Linked DNA regions of Mus musculus: all the other regions are linked to region 4. A link is a contact called in public HiChIP or PLAC-seq, capture Hi-C and promoter capture Hi-C data. All regions are on one chromosome and are shown on one strand. The core of a region is the stretch at or near the end of the contact, and the rest is flanking DNA. Distances in the headings are between cores, read along the strand shown.

The links. Promoter capture Hi-C pulls out the DNA fragments that hold promoters and counts their contacts. HiChIP or PLAC-seq counts read pairs in DNA pulled down with a chosen protein or histone mark. Capture Hi-C pulls out chosen DNA fragments and counts their contacts.
Region 1: a contact with region 4 is called in a capture Hi-C map of embryonic stem cells, with 6 times the contacts expected there. The contact joins the promoter of Nkx2-3 here to the promoter of Crtac1 in region 4. A contact is called at or near these places in 11 of 39 promoter capture datasets (the C10 cell line, the HPC-7 cell line, HPC-7-derived erythroid cells and 6 more), 1 of 484 Hi-C or Micro-C datasets (embryonic stem cells), 2 of 115 datasets of contacts at active chromatin or transcription factors (embryonic forebrain and embryonic stem cells) and 1 of 9 other capture datasets (embryonic stem cells).
Region 2: a contact with region 4 is called in an H3K4me3 HiChIP or PLAC-seq map of embryonic forebrain, with 5 times the contacts expected there. The contact joins the promoter of Cnnm1 here to the promoter of Crtac1 in region 4. A contact is called at or near these places in 5 of 39 promoter capture datasets (the C10 cell line, cranial neural crest, hippocampal neurons and 2 more), 2 of 484 Hi-C or Micro-C datasets (both in embryonic stem cells), 3 of 115 datasets of contacts at active chromatin or transcription factors (embryonic forebrain, embryonic hindbrain and stem cell-derived neural progenitor cells) and 2 of 9 other capture datasets (embryonic stem cells and liver).
Region 3: a promoter capture Hi-C map of hippocampal neurons shows a contact between it and region 4, with 4 times the contacts expected there. The contact joins the promoter of Got1 here to the promoter of Crtac1 in region 4. A contact is called at or near these places in 1 of 39 promoter capture datasets (hippocampal neurons) and 1 of 115 datasets of contacts at active chromatin or transcription factors (forebrain).

What each region holds. Positions count from the first base shown.
Region 1 is chr19:43,611,054-43,613,871 of GRCm38.p6, forward strand. It overlaps Nkx2-3 (NK2 homeobox 3), which reads left to right and starts at 1,272. Exons shown (of 2, transcript NM_008699.2): 1 at 1,272-1,796. The coding sequence starts at 1,448. It overlaps Gm20467 (a long non-coding RNA gene), which reads right to left and starts at 1,003. Exons shown (of 4, transcript XR_001782682.2): 1 at 749-1,003; 2 at 49-137.
Region 2 is chr19:43,439,084-43,441,992 of GRCm38.p6, forward strand. It overlaps Cnnm1 (cyclin M1), which reads left to right and starts at 1,330. Exons shown (of 12, transcript NM_001373992.1): 1 at 1,330-2,909. The coding sequence starts at 1,362.
Region 3 is chr19:43,523,205-43,525,904 of GRCm38.p6, forward strand. Got1 (glutamic-oxaloacetic transaminase 1, soluble) reads right to left here and starts at 1,401. Exons shown (of 9, transcript NM_010324.2): 1 at 1,134-1,401. The coding sequence starts at 1,251.
Region 4 is chr19:42,430,474-42,433,173 of GRCm38.p6, forward strand. It overlaps Crtac1 (cartilage acidic protein 1), which reads right to left and starts at 1,315. Exons shown (of 15, transcript NM_145123.5): 1 at 1,137-1,315. The coding sequence starts at 1,160.

The DNA of each region.
Region 1 (2,818 bases), core at 22-2,521, 1.2 Mb after region 4:
CCTGCTGCCCACACCTTTTGCTCTTAATCTCACAATAGTGCCCCTTACCACTCAGGGGCTAGGTATGTAGGCGGGTGGATACCAGAAGGTGGTCTCCATCAGGCAGTTTTCTGAATCTGAGGCTGCATTTAGTCTCCCTGCAGAACACAACCACGGTTTCAGAAAGAGAGAAATAAGGCGTTTCAGAAAGTTGAGGCCTAGGCTCGGGCTCCCGATTCCCTTCAGAAGGCTGCCTGAGCTGCAGCCACAGCGGGGGTCCCCTCCCTTCTGAGACCAGAGCCACCCAGTGTGTGCAGTGGAACACCAGCCCGGTCAGAATCAATGCAGGCAACAAACACTGCTCTGACCTCCCACAAAGAACAAGGGTAGTTACAAGTATTGAGCTCTTTGCTTTAAGTAGACAACTGTGCTATGCTTCCGGCCTGGTTATCCTTTAAAAAACAAAAACAAAAAAACTCCAACAATAACCCTAGAAGAGGCAATTCGGCTCCTTTATATTGACCAGGAAACTGAGAACGTCCAAAACCAAATACTGACTCAGGCCAGGCTTCGAAGCATAGAGCCTCTGCACACTAACAGAACTCGGTCGTCTTGTCTTCTACAGACCTGCTCTCTGAAGCCACTTCGAGGGCTGCAAGGGCAAGTACGGTCTGGACCCTGCCCTCAGGGACTCACAATCTAAAGTGACAATCGAGCGGACACTAAGTACAGCTTTGGCACTAGATGGGAGAGTGACAAGTGACATTACTGAGCAAGTTCCGAGGAAGAGGACCTCTAGGTGAGGTGATCTGGCGGAGTTTCCTTGGAGGTATTTAAGCTTTTCCTCGGAGAACAGCTTTCCACTGTGGAAATGAGGGTGGGAAAGGCACTCCAGGTGGCGAGGACAGCTAGAGCAAAGGTGAGGTGGAATTTGACACGTCGCTCATATTTCCACAGATACAACACTCCTCTCCTTAGAAATCCGCAGTCTGGCCTCTCAGAACTGCCCCTGGTCGGGAAGGTGCAGCCAGGTGGAGCGGGAATCGGTGATTCGGACACCCGGTTTTTTGCAGCTTTTCCCACCGCGACTTGGATCTCAGGACCCTATTCTAGTCCCTGTCTATTTCTGGTAGCGCAGCAACATCCCACTGGGTGGACGCAGAGGGCGTGGCCCACATACACAAGAACCAATTGGGAAGGAGGCCAGGATGCCGACCCCGCCCCTTGACGTGACGCAGGGCCCCCGGACAGAGGCTTCACAGCCCCGGCCCCAGTCCTTGCAGTGGCTGTAACAAAACCCAGACCCCCAGGTCCCGGCCAATGGAGGGGATTTAGACTGGACCGCGTCTGTCAAAAGCTCGACTCCGCACCACCGCGGAGTCCAGAAGAAGAGCTGGAGCCACCGCACTCCCTCCCCGCCCCCGCCGGGATTTATTGAGTATTTGGACTGGACAATTAAGTGGCCCTGATGATGTTACCAAGCCCGGTCACCTCCACCCCTTTCTCAGTCAAAGACATTTTGAATCTGGAGCAGCAGCGGCACTTCCACGGAGCTCACTTGCAGGCGGAATTGGAGCAGCACTTCCACTCGGCACCCTGCATGCTGGCCACGGCTGAAGGGACGCAGTTTTCCGATGCAGGGGAGGAGGACGAGGAAGAAGAGGGAGAGAAACTGTCCTATTTGAACTCACTAGCTGCTGCCGAGGGCCATGGAGATTCGGGTCTCTGTCCTCAGAGCTATGTCCATACAGTTCTCCGAGACGCTTGCAGCGGGCCCAAGGAACAAGAAGAGGAGGTTGTGAGCGAACGGAGCCAAAGTGAGTAGAGGGGGAAGGAAACGCGTCCGCACACCTGGGGCAATGGCTCAGCGCCTATAAACCCACAAACCGTGCCTGCATGGCCACCCGCCCCTTTCACATTCGGCTAGGGTCATGCCTATGCCAGGTTCAAGGACAGCTCTGCAAAGCACAGGTACCTGAGATGGTGCTGGGGCGGGGATAAAAGAGAAAGAGAGAACAGCTCTTGCCCGGAGCAGGGACCCGGAGCAGTCCCCGAGGGAAGGAAAAGTGATTATTGCAATCCTGGTTCCTTGAGTAATGAGTGACGGGGGCCCAGAGCCTGGGTCGTAACTTGTCCGTTGTGTGTGTGTTCTCTCGCACACCCATCTTCTCAAAAAAAAAGGGGGGGGTCAGTTTTCTGCCATTTTTCTGTCTTTCTTCTAACGTGAGGTGAATTCAGCGAGGCCAGGGCAGTCACCCCGGCTGTCCCGAAAAGGCAGTGCAAGAATGTTGTGTTTGGGCCATCCTTTCGGGCAAGACTTTGAGAGACACCAGCTTACTTCGGAGCTTGCAGTTCTTACGTTCGAACTGCAAGGAGGAGAGGTGGTGGCCAATGTGTGGGAGCTCGATCCATATCAGATGACGGCAGCAAGTCACACCCAGGAGGTGAAGGCCTCTGAAAAAAAATATCGTAATGCTCGCTTTGTTTCTTATACTGCAGGCGGAGTGGAATGGTTAAAGTTCCTGAATTAGTTCTGAGTGGGATTCTGGCCATTCAGCAGATCAGAGGTGGGGCAGGCAGGAGAATCAGATAATTGAATAAGCCCATAAGGAAATGTCTGAAAGGGAAACAGGATCAAATAATCTCTTCTCCGAGTGGAGATTTGATCTGGCTGAGACCAAAATCTTTTCTCTAACAATTCTCCAGGCCTAACACAGACATGAAACTGTCTAAATCGGTCCATCCAACTGTTTTTCCTCTGTAAGGTAACATACAGATACTGTCACAGACGCGTTCTCAGTAGTTTTGAAAATTAAAAAAAAAATCAATTCTTGAGCTG
Region 2 (2,909 bases), core at 80-2,579, 1.0 Mb after region 4:
GGGGGGGGTGGAATCCAGGGCCTACTGTGTGCTAGGCAAGCAAGCTACATCCCCAGGTCAGAATGGAACTACTTTTTACTAGGATGGGTACATGAACACGCATCCATCGACGTGTGTAATAGCATTGCAGAGGGTCGTGGTGCACATGCGTAATCCTGGAATCATTCTTGGCAATCGAGTGAGCTTGGCCTGTGTGACATGAGACCCAGTCTCAAAACGCAATGGAACATACATAGCAATATAACAAAAAAAAAGTGATTTTTGCTACATACACTTAAGAATCGAGTCATAAAAATAAAGCAACACTAGCAGATGGTGGATAGAAATAACGTGAGCAGTTCAGTGGGGGAAAGGCTCCCAGATCTTCCTGGGGAACAGTCGGGTGTGTATTTTTACTACAGTGATGGTGGTTACACAAATTTAGATATGACAAAATGATAGGAGTTTTACCCCAATGTCGGTTTCCTGCTTTTGATGTAAACCGTAGAAGGAACTGAGTGAAAAGCAGAGTTGTTTCTGTGTATTCTTTTAACAACTTCTTGTTAATCTGTGCATTGAGACTAATCCTGTTATTGTATTTATTGAGCATCCTCCCATTGGCATACACGAGCATGTGCATAAACTTTATCCGTGAATACTTTTAACAAAACGGCGGTATATTGCATCATGGTCCTGAACCTTACTATTTTTTTTCTTTGGTGACTTTTCCAAATTATATAGACATTGGGTATTGTACAGTCTTTTCCTGGATGCATAATACTCTGTTCCAAATTGGTCCCATAATGCATTTCAATTTATTGATTAACACTGGTATCTTAACAAGGAATTGCACTTAAATAATTTGGAAATTTTTACAATATGAAAGATTAGCTAGAATTTGATTGAGGCCAATTTTTTTCACGGATTTCATAGGACCAACCACCAGAATATCTTTTAATTAGAAGCAAGAACACGAAGGACAGAAGGAAAACGCTGGGAAATTTCCTGGGTCCAATGGGAAGCAGTGAGCCTGCAGTTTGGAATTACTGCCGGGAATTCGCCATAAGGGCAGGGAGTGGAATGGGGGAAGGTTGAAGAGGAGGAACTACAGATGTAGGAGGCCATGCTCCAAACCCAGCCTTCCCAGGGCTCAGATATACTTAAGTGTATCCAGGCTAGGCACTGTGACGGTGCGTGGCCACCAGGCGGGTTCCTACCACTCCCACCATCACCTCCCCCACCCCCGCCTCCAGCCCACGCGCGCAAGGGGAGCACACGTGGTGACCTGCCTGGGGCTGGATTCCGGGCTCCAGCTCCTCCTCCCTCCCTCCAGCTCGCGCTCGGCTTGCTGCAGTATCACGTGCAACCGCGCCGGGTGCAGGATGGCGGCGGCGGCCGCGGCGGCAGCAGCGCTGGGTGTCAGGCTCCGGGACTGCTGCAGCCGGGGCGCCGTACTCCTGCTCTTCTTCTCCCTGTCCCCTCGGCCCCCGGCCGCCGCTGCCTGGTTACTGGGTCTGCGACCCGAAGACACTGCCGGAGGCCGCGTGTCTCTGGAGGGGGGCACCCTGCGGGCGGCCGAAGGCACCAGCTTCCTCCTGCGGGTCTACTTCCAGCCTGGCCCGCCGGTCCCCGCCGCGCCCGTGCCCGCACCCTCCCTGGCCCCGGGGGAAAACGGCACGGGCGATTGGGCCCCGCGGCTCGTGTTCATCGAGGAGCCCCCGGGCGCGGGCGGCGCGGCGCCCAGCGCGGTCCCCACGCGTCCCCCGGGACCTCAGCGCTGCCGCGAGCAGAGCGACTGGGCGTCGGACGTGGAGGTCCTGGGGCCCCTGCGCCCCGGGGGCGTGGCGGGCTCGGCCCTGGTCCAGGTGCGGGTGCGGGAGCTGCGGAAGGGCGAGGCGGAGCGCGGCGGCGCGGGCGGCGGCGGGAAGCTCTTTTCGCTGTGCGCCTGGGACGGGCGCGCTTGGCACCACCACGGCGCCGCCGGCGGCTTCCTGCTGCGCGTCCGCCCGCGCCTCTACGGCCCGGGTGGGGACCTGCTGCCGCCCGCGTGGCTGCGAGCGCTCGGGGCGCTCCTGCTGCTGGCCCTGTCCGCCCTGTTCAGCGGCCTGCGCCTGAGCCTGCTCTCGCTGGACCCGGTGGAGTTACGGGTGCTGCGGAACAGTGGCTCGGCCGCCGAGCAGGAGCAGGCGCGCCGCGTGCAGGCCGTGCGCGGCAGGGGGACCCATCTGCTCTGCACCCTGCTCCTGGGCCAAGCCGGCGCCAATGCCGCGCTGGCCGGCTGGCTGTACGCCTCGCTGCCGCCGGGCGTCGGGGACCCCGGGGAGGACTCCGGCGAGGCGGGGGTTCACTTCCCGTGGCTGCCGGCGCTGGTGTGCACCGGCGCCGTGTTCCTGGGAGCCGAGATCTGTCCGTACTCGGTGTGCTCGCGCCACGGGTTGGCCATCGCCTCGCACAGTGTGTGCCTGACCCGGCTCCTCATGGCGGCTGCCTTCCCGGTGTGCTACCCTCTGGGCCGCCTCCTGGACTGGGCTCTGCGCCAGGAGATCAGCACCTTCTACACGAGGGAAAAGCTGCTGGAGACGCTGCGGGCCGCCGACCCTTACAGCGACCTGGTGAAGGAAGAGCTCAACATCATTCAGGGAGCCCTGGAGCTGCGCACCAAGGTGGTAGAGGAGGTGCTGACCCCTCTAGGGGACTGCTTCATGTTGCGCTCTGACGCCGTGCTTGACTTCGCCACTGTATCCGAGATCCTCCGTAGTGGCTACACTCGCATCCCGGTGTATGAGGGCGACCAGAGGCACAACATTGTGGACATTCTGTTCGTCAAAGACTTGGCCTTTGTGGACCCGGACGACTGTACCCCGCTGCTCACAGTCACCCGCTTCTACAACAGGCCCCTGCATTGTGTCTTCAATGATACCCGGCTGGAC
Region 3 (2,700 bases), core at 151-2,650, 1.1 Mb after region 4:
CAGAGAGACAGAGACACTAGGGCTATATTTGCACATCCTCTCTAAGAACCTAGATGAAAGAGAGCGAGAGAGAGAGAGAGAGACAGAGACAGAGAGACAGAGACACTAGGGCTATATTTGCACATCCTCTCTAAGAACCTAGATGAAAGAGAGCGAGCGAGCGAGCGAGCGAGAGAGAGAGAGACAGAGACAGAGAGACAGAGACACTAGGGCTATATTTGCACATCCTCTCTAAGAACCTAGATGAAAGAGAGCCAGCGAGCGAGAGAGAGACAGAGACAGAGAGACAGAGACACTAGGGCTATATTTGCACATCCTCTCTAAGAACCTAGATTCTGAATCCCCTTAACGTCACCCTCTGCTTCAAAACAACTCCATTTCTTCTTTCTAACCTTCTAGCGCTTTCAGTTCCGGTTGGTTCCCTGCTGAGAGCATCAGTCTGCTCACTCTTCTCTCCTCGGCTGGCCTCTGCACGTGGCCAAATGCACACCAAGCTCTGTAGAGCTTCAAACATCCAAACAGTGATGACGAAGTCGCCGGAGGCTCGAGTTAAAGGGCTTTAGAAACTACAACACAAACGACCTTGGCAGAAGGCTAACTTGGTTCAAGGCAAATGATCAAGAAATGAAGACCCAGATGTGTGTGGCCTGAGATGCATGGGCTTCGCCTCATCTGCTCCACTCTGAGAATAAACCAAACCTACATCTTCCCCATGTGGGTTAACAGGCTTCCTAAGTGGCGTCTGCTACTCGCTCAACCCGGACTACAGCTCCATTAGGCTAACAGCTCTTTCATTCCCAGTTCCAGTTGACCACGAGACGCTAAAGCTACCATACTTCTCTCTCCTTACCATCCCCATCGTTGCTTTAGAACAAGTACTATAAAGAACACTGGGTGGAGAAACAAAAACAACATTTGTGTCCCAGATGTTACACCTGTTCTGCGTGACCTTGAACACCCCCTCTTTCCAAGGACTCTGTATCGCCATCTGCAAAATGGGTAGGTTGGTGATGTCCTCGTGGTCCCAACCTTCTCTCCTCGGGCTCCTCTCAGGGAGACACAAACTAAATCTCAGCTCCTCCTACGCCCACCTCCCCCCAGGCTGCTCGCATTCCAAGGCACTGCATCCTTACCTCCCACGCCGAGGTTAACCTTGCGGGGATCTGGATCATCCCGGAAGTCCGCAGTGAGCTTAAAGACCAGAACCGGAGGAGCTTGCGGAACCTGGGCAAAGACTGATGGAGGCGCCATCGCGACAGAATGTGCCGAGACCTCGAGAACGAGCCGGGAGCAGCTCTGTGCGGTGCGGGGTCCGGTGACTGGAGGAGACTCTCACCTTCGCCGGCGGGCGGGGCAGCCCGCGGCTTCCAATGGTCGAGCCGCGTCCGGAGCTTGGCAACGCGCTTAACCAATCACAACCTTCCGACTAAGAAGGGTTAGGCGGGGCAAGCCTCTACTAGCCAATTCGAGAAGAGGATCTTATCGGAGGCTTGTATGATGCAACCAATGCAATGTACACCGGAGGAGGTGTGGGCAGAGGCTAGGATGATTGGCGTAGCGTGTTCCAATCGCTGAGGCTTTTATTCCTTGGGGTGATGAGGATGGTGCGGGTGGCGGGAGTCCCCAGAGGACAACCTCCTGACCTTCTGGGGCCTGGAGACCTGGGGCGGTGGCCCGCCCGTGGGGAAAGCAGAGAACAGGTCTTTCTGTACCCGCTGAGCAGGTGACTGTCGCCGCCAGGCTCCGGCGGTGCGCACGTTCCTGCGTTGGCCAGGCCCGGCTGACAGCCAAGTGTCTGGCACAGGACTCTAGTGGTCCGCTTGGACACACTGTACCCAATCGTGGGTGACCTTGACTGTCTCCACTCAGTGCTTCCCCAGAAAGAAACCTGGATGTGTTGTCTTCCTTGATCGCTGGCAGGGGAGACCCTGCAGAAAGTAAGGGATGAGCACATACTAGCTTGAGAATTTTAACACCAACCCCCAGCCCCGGTAGATAACCGGGGCCGGGAAAGCCTAGCCCTAAAGGACCTTGAAGGATCTAGCGAAGCCTCTCTCTGCAGCATTCCTCCCACGCGTGCTGTCATCATCGATTGGCACACACCCAAACTGCTGCTTCTTTCTGTCAGGTCAGGCTGCTCCTTCCCCTGAGAGTCTATTTCTGTCCAGATCCTTTCTCCACCTGTTGACCTTGAAGATTTCACATCTGTCAGCCATCCATAAAACCTCTTAACACGCTGTTTGGTTAGACATCTCTCTTTCCTGTACTTGGGCGTTTTGTTGTCGACGTTACAAGTTTAGAAAGCCTCCTGATGAGTAGGAACCTAACTCTGGAGCCAGGCAAGTTAGGTTTAGATGCCGGCTGACTCTGACCTACTTGGGCAGGCCTGTTCCTGCTCTGTAAGATGGAGATAATAGTGTTTTCCTCCAGGTTGTTGTGGGGATTAGGTGAGTTAAGACACATAAAGTGTTTAGTTGCATACAGTAAGTGCTCTCTAAATACTAGCTTTGTTATGGCGCAGGGTCCACACCCCCTCCTAGATGGCATGATGCTTTGCCTGGGATCTGGCAAACCTCCCTCCGTTTCTTCCACTACATATTCACCCAATGCTGGAAGGCGCCAATTCCTTGGTATTTTGCGAGAAAACAGCATCATGGCTTCCTTTGGGTAACATGATAAATCTTCACGAGTTTTCGGTTC
Region 4 (2,700 bases), core at 65-2,564:
TGGTTTCAAATCTCCCCTGATAGCTTTTCCCCAGGAGTTCTTCCCAGGTTCAACACAGCATCAAACCGCTGTCCTCTACTCTGGGAACCTTCTTGCTTTCTTTTCCAACTGGCTTCATTTTTCGAAGTCTTGCACCCATCCCAGAAGGTACCTCAAGTGCAACTCATGAACGCTTCCAGGAGGACGGATGAGATGTACAGATGTCACGGTAGGTGAACCCACCCAATAGCAATAGTAATCATTAGTCATTCAAGAAGGAACCCCCCACCCCCACCCCTAGGGAGGCTCCCATCCCAGCTGGGATGACTTTGGATTCTTTAGTTGGTTTCTGCAGAAGCGGGACTAACCAGGGCTCCCAACTACTGTACTGCAAAAGAATCACGCTGCATTGCTGGGCATGCCCCCAAGCCTGCCTGCTGCCCCACCAAAACCTTTATCTGATTCCATAAGATCAAGGGGGGGGGGGACCCCATGGTTCCCCTAGAATGCCAGAAAAGAGCTTGCCTGAAACATCCTTAGCTAGAAAGCCAGACCACACCTCGGTCCAGCAAAAGGCGGCTGGCAGCTACGCTGTGTACCGGGCTGGCTCCGGGAGCACTCTGCCACTCAGCGCTGTGCAAGGGGAGACAGCTCGGCTTCCCGGGAGAAGAGCTATGCCCCGGGGGATCTTCCCCAACCTGGAAGCGTTGGCAGTCGGCCGAGGATGGTAGCTTAGTCGTCCCCAAACTGAGCCCGCCAGCTGGGTGACTCCCCGGGTACCCTCAGCACAGCCTTCACCTGCTCCGCCCCCTACTAGCCCCATTGCCCCCTTCTCAAACCGCTGACCTCCATCCTCTGTGCCACTAACACGTTCTCTGCCAACTGTGGGCTGTCACCCCCACACCTCGGCTCCCATCTCTTCCACCACCTCCAGCCTGGCGCCCGCCTTGCCCCCAGCCCGCGGGGAGGATCTGCGCGCCAATAGAGTCCAGCGCCTCTTGGCAAGTTGGGAGCAGCGTCGCCGCCTTCGCAGTCCCGATCTTCCCAGGTCCCCAGCTGCATCCCCGCCACCCCTGGGGGCGTGCGGGGAGGGGTGCGCTAGGCTGGCGAAACTTTCTCCGCCGGAAGGGGTGGGGGCTCCAGGAGCGGATACTCACGCCCGGGTCAGCGCTCGGAGCCATCCTCTGGCTCTCTCAGCCCCACCGCTTGGGGGCGTCGGAGCGCGGGCGCTCGATGCTGCCTCTGCCGCTGGCGCCGCCGCCTTGCAGCGCCCAGCCCTGGTCCCGGGCTGGCCTCGAGCCTCCCGCCCCGACGCCGCGCGCTCGCTTTATACAACTCCACTCGAGCGCGCCCGGGCTTATGTAAAGGCTGGCGGAGGCCCGCAGCCAATGGCGCGGCAGCTGGAGCCGGGGCCCAAGCTTGGGGGGCGCACGCGCGGCCAATCGCGGCCCGGGGAGCCCGAGGAGCCGGGTGGGGGAAGGGGCGCCTCCCCGCGCTGATTTAGGAGCCGGGATTGCGGTGGCAGCAGCCGGCAGCCAGGCTGGCCCGGCGCGGCGGGCATTGGGGTGGGCGGCGGCGCGGGCGGCGGCGAGGGCGGGTGCCCCCCGTGCTCTGCCGCGCCCCGCCGCCGCGCCGCGTAACCTTCAGGAGGCAGCGGGGCCTGGCGAGTGGGGAGAGGGCGCCTTGAGGGACGCTGGGGACCGGGCGGGCGGGAAGCGGATGTCCCCGGGGGGGGGGGGAGCGCGGGGAAGGCAGTGCAAGGGGGGGAAGGGAGGCCGGCGAGCCCCAGGACCCCGCAGCCACGCGGAGCGCAGGGCGGGGGGTAGCGGCCGCGCTGCTGTCTTTCTGCCTCCCAGATAGCGATCTGGCGGCTCCCAGGCCCGGCCAGAGCGGCCGCGCGAGCCACGCCGATGGCGAGATTTCTCGCTGGGGAGCGAGCTCCGAGTCGATCTTTATCCAGCCTAGGGACGTGTCCGAGCGCCTCCGGGGGACTGCTCAGTATGGGGAACAGAGCTTCACCACGGTCCCAGAGGGCGGGGAGCAGGCGAGCGCAGCTCGGCGGTCAGGCGCGGCGGCCCAGGCAACTGCGGGCAGAGTCTGCTTTCCCACATCCGCGCCCTCCGCCCCCGCAGGCAGAGTCCTCACCGTACCTAGCCCCCTCTCCAGCAACACCCACCAGGGCTGAGCCTGGCCCACCTGCTCAGGGCGTCTGCATCTTTTGCCCACACGGAGTACTACCGCTTGCTCTTTCTCCGTTGTCACCAGCTGGCACAGCTGGGTGCAATGGCTTTGGTCTCTCTGGCCCAAGGGTAGTGGTGGGAGAGCAACTAACATGGAGATGACTTCGTTAGTAGCTCCCCATATACCTGTGTTTGGGGCAGGTAACTTGCTAAGGTCCACATCAATGGACCTTTTGCATCTACAATAGAACCAGGCTTATAATAGGTGCTCAGCAAGTAGTGAATTTTGACCTTTCATGAATAAGACCGGTGGATTTCTGAAAGCCAGACCCGAGGCCTCGGAGAAGGATATGGGACTCTTTGCTCAGCTCCAAAGGCTTTGCGATCACTACTCACTAACTAGCTTGGCGTCTGTATGTTTGACGCTTAAAAAGACTTGGATGAAGGTTCTGCTATAGAGTTCCCTGTCAACCAGTTCCTAGCTGGACCTGGTTATCTCCCAGTACTGATTAGAACTGTCAGCCCCGTTTGTGCTCTTCTC